Linked DNA regions of Mus musculus: region 2 is linked to region 1. A link is a contact called in public promoter capture Hi-C data. All regions are on one chromosome and are shown on one strand. Each heading gives the region's core, a stretch centred on a gene start, on an enhancer-like site or on the middle of the called end of the contact. The rest is flanking DNA. Distances are from core to core; before and after follow the strand shown.

Region 1 (3,907 bases), core at 503-3,002:
GTGTTCTCAAAAATAGAAAATAATTTGGAATTGATTTTTTTTTTGTTTGAAATCTTCACGTTTCAGATGTGAAGTTTTATTGTAACTTTCTGATGTTTGCATAACTCTGAGTAGAGTGAGGACCCCAGAGCTGTGCTTTCTTGTTCTTTTCTATGTTCTGTTAAGCCCATTATCTTTCTTGCCCTTCAGATTGCTAGGATCTCTCTCTTCTATCCCATGTAACTGTTTTGTGATAGTCTGAATGGAAAGGATGCTTGGGAATTCATTAGAGGTGTGGCATTTAAATGAAACTGGGAGATCATTCCATTTTCCTATTATTCTGGATGCTAAATGTTGACCATGATGATAACTAAAAACATATTACATGCCAGACACTGCACACTCTTTCGGTGCATTGCGATTTTTAACTACGTCACTGCGTGGAGCCGCAAATGGAATGATGACATTTGCTGTTGGCTACCATGTTATGTATTATACTCCAAGTCAGCATAAATGGATAAAGTTTCAAACTCTTGGGTGATACTAAACCAGAATCAAGCAGGTATGTCATGGTTATTGTTCAGTGTTCCAGAAGCTTTCTTTGTCACCGATGCCATCTACCTTGAAGGTGACTTTGAGTCAGCCTGTGAGCAGGAGCCCTCTGAATTTACTCAGTCTTTTCCCCTGGATTCTGCTCATTCTATTGAGCGTTTTTTCAGTTTTTCCCCACATCTGGACATTGGAGGTCACTCTAGTACTGCGAATAGTATCTTACACAGTGGGAAGTATCGTTGTGGTAGATCCTGTATTTCAGATAGCAGAGACAAAGATAATTGTCTTAACTCTGTTCATAGCCCAAATAATATTTGGACATTTGATCTCCCTGACTTTATCTACCAAGTGTTTGAATTCTGTAAGTCATGCACCAACATTATATAACAGTTTATTTATGATAAATGTTTTACACCAAGAAATAAGCCAGCATGTTTATGTAAAGGAGAAAATCAAATCACCTTTGGTATGAATTATTATTTTTACCTTGTAGAGATGACAGTCTTACATTTAGAGATATGTTTTCTCTTTCTGATGCATCCTATACAGCCAGCCTTATGACACATAAAAGCAAAGAAGTGAACGGCAATGTGTGAATGTCATCACACGTATCTTTCTGATAGGCAGCAACCATTTGAGTGCTTCCCCATGAAGCTGCAGCCTACCCCGTTTTGGTTGAGTATGTCTGGCCCTGTGAAGGAACTGGGTGATTATTTAAGAGAGACAGTAGAAGTGGGCACACATGCTGGCACACAAGCCAGAGAGATGTTTCTTGTTTTAGCCCCAGACTGTTATTTTGGACCTCTCTTTCTCTGAGTGGGAAAAGTCGTCCCTGATGAATTTCACAAGCTGATGAGTAAAACCAGCCCAGAGTGACTCCTGGATGTTGTGCTGCACATGAACAACGAGGAGGAGCCATGGCTGTGTGGTCTCCTGGGCTGGCTCCTTGAGGTCTGTTTGGGTCCATCTCAGGAGCCATGGCTGTGTGGTCTCCTGGGCTGGCTCATTGAGGTCTGTTTGGGTCCATCTCAGGAGAACTCTTGTCAACCCCCCAACTCCCCATGACACCCTGTCCCAGCTGCCTGTGTGCATAACACGCGCAACCCTGTCCTTTTCTCTGTTTATTTTTCCTTCTTTTCCTTTTTTTCATGCTTAATATAGAACACCTAGAGGAGGGCAGAGAGTGCTTCACTCAGGGGACGGCTGATAACACAGCCTGGAGTGCACTGTACATGCTTGTCAGAAAAGGTCATCTGACTCAACCATAGAAGGCTACCAGTGCCGCCTGTGACCGAAATAACCTGTTTTATTAGTTTTTAAAAATTGTGTGTGTGTGTGCATGGCATCAGCCTGTGCTGTGTGTGTGCATCAGGGCCGTCAGCGTATATTTAAGTTGGTGCTATAAAACAAAGATTTACACAACACCTTTTCAACTATCTATCTTTGTTACTTTTCATATTCGTTTTCACAAGCTAAACTCATTTCTGTTTCATATTCTTCCTATTTACGTATATTTATATAATTGCCTATCAAAATAATTGTTTTGCATCACAAGATAATAGCCACATACAAATATGTACACACCACCTGCTTGGCTTACAAAGATTGAAGACCTAGGAATTGTCTATCGAAGATAAGAGCCTGCCTTCTTCCCAGAGGCAACCACCATGAGGATAATTATATGTTTTCAGTCTCCCTCTTTTGAAAATTCTGTGTCATAAGGAGGTTTAAAAATGTGTTTTCCAAAATGATATCCTAAGGATTCTTTTTGTCATATCTGTACGAGCGAAGCTTTGAAAACTGTGAGTTCGTGTTCTATGCCAATGACGGGCAAACCCCATCTCTTTAGGAGGGTGACTTGAGGAAAAGATTAGGGGACATCTGCCATCCTCCAAGCTGACACATGCTGTGTCTGGGTAGAGAGTACGGAAAGGTGCAGACTGAGATGCAAATGATGTTGCAATACTATGTTTAAGATGTATGTTTTCAAGAAGGACTGTGAACATGCATGGCTGTGAGCAGAGACAGCAGTGCCCCCTCCTCAGCCCAACACTCTATGCACTTGGGTGTCCATCATCCTTCCTGCTCCATCCTCATCTCCATCTCTCCCTCACTTGTCTTATCTTGAGACAAGTGCTAGATAATGTCTCAGTGATGTTTAAGACAAATTCACTCATGCTGTGACATTCCAGCATGCCTGGCACGTCTCTGGGTGCTGCAAATTCACCATGAACATGAAGGAGAGAGAGCTCTCTACCCTCAGGGAACTTTTATTCGCAGACTAAATAAGTGAAACAGAGAGCATGTAACGATGTTGTTAAACATCGATGGAAAAATGTCTAGGAAATGTCAAGGAAAGAAACAGTTCATAAACGATGTGTTCAGTGAAAAGCCACATTGTGATGACTTTTTTTGTCTTAGTTTTGTTTGTTTGGTTGGTTTTGTTTAGTTTTGGTTTTTCAAGATGAGGTTTCTCTGTGTAACAGCCCATGGCTGTCCTGGAACTAGCTTTGTAGACTAGGCTGGCTTTGAACTTACATTGATCCACCTGCTTCTTCTCCCAAGTTCAGGAATTAAAGGCATGTGCCATCATGCCCAGCTAGAATCTTCAGTATTTTTAACCTTTATTTTTATTTTATGTGTATGGCTATTTTCCATTCATGTATCACATGCATTCTGTGCCTAAAAAAACCAACAACAACAAAAAACCAGATAAGTGCTTTGGATCCACACGAGCTAGAGCTAGAGATGGTTGTGAGCCACTATGTGGGTGTTGGGGAATTGAACCCAGGTACCTTAGGAGAACAGCATCCTTAACTGCTAAGGCATCTCTCTAACCCATTTATAGGGTTTTGAAAAATAATTTTTATTGAGAATTTCATAAATGCATATTATGTGTTTTGATCATAAGTATGCTCCAATTGTCTTCTCTTCTGGGCAGGGTGGTAGGCTACAGTCTTACATGAGCAACTTTCTTGATAGGGTAATGATGATATCTTCTTCAGAGCTAGGTAAAATTTCTATTTTTAGGACATTTTATAATAGTTCCCATGAACTCTTAAGGCTTTCTTAGGGTTTGGGTGTGATTTGACCCACCTAGGCTCATGGTCTGAAAGGCCTGAAGGAGCTGAAGGGGTTTGCAACCCCATAGGAGGAACAACAATATGAACCAATCAGAGCTCCCAGAGACTTAACCACCAAATAAGGAGTACACATGGAGGGACCCATGGCTCCAGCTGCAAATGTAGCAGAGGATGGCCTTGTTGGGCATCAATGGGAGGGGAGGCCTTTGATCCTGTGAAGGCCCCAGTGTAGGGAAATGTGAGGGCAGTGAGGTGGGAGGGGCACACTCTCATAGAAGCAGGAAGAGGGGGGA
Region 2 (3,817 bases), core at 412-2,911, 1.1 Mb after region 1:
AGGTGGAGAGGATGGCCTTGAACATGTGATCTCCCTAGCGATAATCCCCAGAGTGCTGGGATGGCAGGCATGAGTCATCATTCTCACTTTTATAGGCTACTGAGGATCTAACCCAGCACGCCAGGCCAGCACTCAACCAAACGAGCTACAGCCTGAGACCACTGATTTCTTGTAGATTAAAAGAAACAGTAGAACCTTCCTGGGCAAATGTGAAGTAACTTAAAATGCCAGATCAAGGGGTGGGAGAATTGAAAGGGTTTCCCCCTCCTTGAGAGAATCCAGAGCTATTTCTGCCTTATAGTAATCCTTGTAAAATAGAGAGTTGATTAACGAAGATTGCTCCCAGTTATTGTTCTTGGCGGAGAAGCAGGTGTTTCTCAACCCGTGGGTCACGACCCACTACGGGATCAACCCCCTTAGATCATCAGGAAACAATGATATTTACATTGCGATTCATAAAAGTAGCAAAAAAAAAAAAAAGCTATGAAATAGCATTGAAAATACCTTTATGATGGGAGACGGGTCACCACAACATGGGGAACTGTATTAAGGGTCATAGCATTAAGAAGGTTGAGAACTATTGCTCAAACCTTAAAGCAGCTTTCTTCCCCCTGAATACTTTTTCTTGGAACAAAAGCGTTTGATGTTACATTGCTTTGATGTCATAAGCCAGAATATGGGAAAACTAGGAGTGTTGGTAATTTTCATCCCAAAGAAAAATGACATTTTTCGTCTCCAAAAAAAAAAAAAAAAAAAAAAAAAAAACCACAAAAACAAAACTCCATCCTTTTTCTCCATCGACATTGATAGAGATTCAAATTGCAAAATCGAAGGATGACATATATATTTTTACCTATTGTTAGAACTGAGTAACAGATTCACTTCAAAATCCTGTTACAAATAAACACACTTCTTTGGTGACTGGATATGGCTCCATTTATACAAACAACACACTTTTTCAAGTGGACTGAAAATGTACATTTTATTGAAAATGTAAAAATATTAGTTTCTAAACACGATAAGTTCGGGATAACACCTCTTTCTGGAATTCACATAGCTCACACACATTCCACAGGGGAAATTTGACGGTAGCAAATTTCCTAGGAAGTCTCTCCAGGATGTGCGGTGTCCCATAGTAATTTACTGGCTCAGAGTTTTTTTTTGTTTAAAGCAGTGGTAAGTATTAAAAGTGCAAGTGAAAACACCCTTGGCTTCCAGATGACACCGAGATGAGATGAAAATCAAGATTTCAAGTCAGTGGTAGGGCGGTGTCCCCTGTCTTGTTTCAAAGCACGCCGCGCTATCCCCGGGCAACGTGTAAGCAAGCATCGTCCTCCTGGGAATTACGGGGGTGGGGTGCTGTACCGCACCCACAGACCCTCGGGTGGCCGCGGTCGGCTCCGCGGCGGGGGAAGCCCTCCCGCGCGCAGAAGCGCGGGCGCGCGCAGAGGGATGCGGGGCGCCGAGGCGAGTACCGGCGCCGCTCCCGCCGCCTAGCCCGCCAGGGGGAGCGAGTGCGCTCGGCGGCCGGCTGCGGGGACTGCGGGGCCTGCGCGGGCGGTGGCCGGCGACTGCGCCCCACCGCGGCGCACCCGCGTCCCCACCCCCTCGGCGCCCGCCCGCCCCCGGCGCGGCCCTGCCCGCCCCCTCCGCCCCCTCCCGCGGCGCCATGCGCAGACTCAGTTCCTGGAGAAAGATGGCGACGGCCGAGAAGCAGAAGCACGACGGGCGGGTGAAGATCGGCCACTACATCCTGGGGGACACGCTTGGTGTCGGCACCTTCGGGAAAGTGAAGGGTGAGGACGCCCGGGCCAGCGCGGACCCGGCGAACGGCGAGCGACTGCGCCTTTCGCACTCCGCATCCTCCCCCGCGCCCGCCTTCCGGGTGTCTGGGCTCCGTATCCCCGGTCCGGGCGGCGCTGGGAGCGGAGCCCGAGGCTGCCGCGGGCTGCAGAGCTGTGGGGTCCGCCGCGGTGGGGTGGGGGCGGTCGCCATGGCGACGGCGCGGCGCCGGAGGGGCGGGGATGGCTCTGGGTGCAACTTTCCCAGGCGAGGGAGTTGGGCACTGAGCGCGCGGGGGCGCCCGGCGCGGACGAGGGGGTCTCTTGTGGTCTTCTGATCCCCTGTGTGCCCTTGGCGCAGAGCCAGCCCATCGCGCCCTGGCGGTCCTCGGAGTTGTCGCTGCCTCGCTTTTAGGAGGTTGTGGACTAAAGTGCTTCTTCGGTTTCCTGAATCGAAATGTGTTCTTCCAAAAGCAAGGTAGCTGTGGAGATACCTTTCAGAAATAGTAATGCCCTTGTTAGGACTATTGATCTCCGTCAGGACTTTTGATGCATATGCCTGTGAACTGGCGCGGTGTTTCCTATGCGTGGTTTACAGTTGGATGCAGATGCTGCTTTTAAGTGATTCCGTTTTCGGAAGTTTTGCGGTTTCCGAGAGCTATACCTGGTAGGTAGGGCATATGTTAACTCCAGATGGTATTTATTAGCTTATAGGTATAGTTTCCGTTTATTCTCACAGTATATTTATATTTTAGTAATTCAGTGCACATCATTTGGACTTTTTGTTCGTTTTGGTAGAATCCCCTGTTACCGCCTTAGCAAAAGCACAAGCATTCTGTCTTCAACTAACTACTCTAGCCCACCACCTGTGACAAGGAAAATTCTGATTACAACCTTTGTGAGGTGGACTTTTTTCCCCTTTAAAATATTTAAGCCTGCTATTAAGTATTTAGAGGAAGGAAGTTTGGAGCTGATAAGAAATAATTCATACATTGGTTTTGGAGAAATAATAGACTATGGCCTGCATATATAGTAAGCTCCTTAGTAGATATTTGATTGAAGTGAAAAAGTTTGTCAAATTACACAGCAAGCTAACTGAGCTCCGTTCTCCCAGGAGGGCAGAAAGAGCCCTTCCTTCTCTTGCCCTTTCCCAGTCCTAAACGGAAAGTTGCTGTGTTACCCTCAGGGGAGCAAATGCCTAAACCTACCTAGGAAAATCAGCAAGCCAGACAGTGTGAAGGAGGAGTAGGTGTGGTCTAGGGCCTAGCACTGATCATGGTTCAGCCAGTGTTCGTGAACACTCTCAGGGTTTTGCTTTGTCTCTTTTTATGCATGCATGCATTTATTTATTTCGAGAGAGTGTTACAATGCTGTCCAGGCTGGCTTTGAACTTGTTATTCTTCGTGCTTCAGCTTCCTAAGTAGTTGGCATTAACAGGCAGCTAGCTCTTCCAGTGTTTTGTTTACCTTTAGCTAGGCATCCTTGTTTGCCATTAGAGGTGGTAAGAAGTGCTAATTAAGGCTCTGATGGAAGTGATAAGGCAGACTTGAACTCAGAAGGCTCCTTCCGAAGGCCCTGCTTGGAATGAATGTGGCATCCAGTCCGCCATTCCTTTGACACAGACCAGAGCGGATCAAGCAGACAAGAAAGGAAGAAGGGATTGTTTTCCCGGCCTGGGATTTGACCTGGGAAGTAGCAGTGCCTCGAACCTCCCTCCCAGTGACTCTGCTTTTCCTTAACCTTCACTTCTCCACCCACCCACACAGCCTTCTCTTGAAATCCTATACCATCAGTCATAAGCCTCCTCCAATACAGAGGGCCAGTGTGAGTCAGAGGATCCTAGGCTTCTCGGTTATAATTAAACTTGTCCTTGAACTTGTTAGTTGATGTGGGTCTAAATATTCAGCCAGTTCATTTTAAAACTGTTAAATGGTTGGGATGCTTTTTTTTTTTTGACATTAGTAATAATGTCAAATTAGTAACCACAGGATTTGCTATGATCCTCTCCTTACTAAGGAATGGCTGGACTGCCATAT

Evidence for each region. Promoter capture Hi-C pulls out the DNA fragments that hold promoters and counts their contacts.
Region 2: a promoter capture Hi-C map of the C10 cell line shows a contact between it and region 1, with 7 times the contacts expected there. The contact joins the promoter of Prkaa1 here to the enhancer-like site in region 1. A contact is called at or near these places in 6 of 39 promoter capture datasets (the C10 cell line, cranial neural crest, frontonasal cranial neural crest and 2 more) and 3 of 115 datasets of contacts at active chromatin or transcription factors (the 230-238 cell line, embryonic forebrain and large pre-B cells).

What each region holds. Positions count from the first base shown.
Region 1 is chr15:4,062,464-4,066,370 of GRCm38.p6, forward strand. The region is part of intron 7 of Oxct1 (3-oxoacid CoA transferase 1); the gene reads left to right. Among named protein-coding and RNA genes, the nearest start is that of BC037032, 37 kb to the left of the region's middle. Within about 2 kb of position 1,753, at least 10 of the 459 cell types and tissues checked have an H3K27ac peak or open chromatin away from gene starts, as enhancers often do.
Region 2 is chr15:5,142,200-5,146,016 of GRCm38.p6, forward strand. It overlaps Prkaa1 (protein kinase, AMP-activated, alpha 1 catalytic subunit), which reads left to right and starts at 1,662. Exons shown (of 9, transcript NM_001013367.3): 1 at 1,662-1,796. The coding sequence starts at 1,670.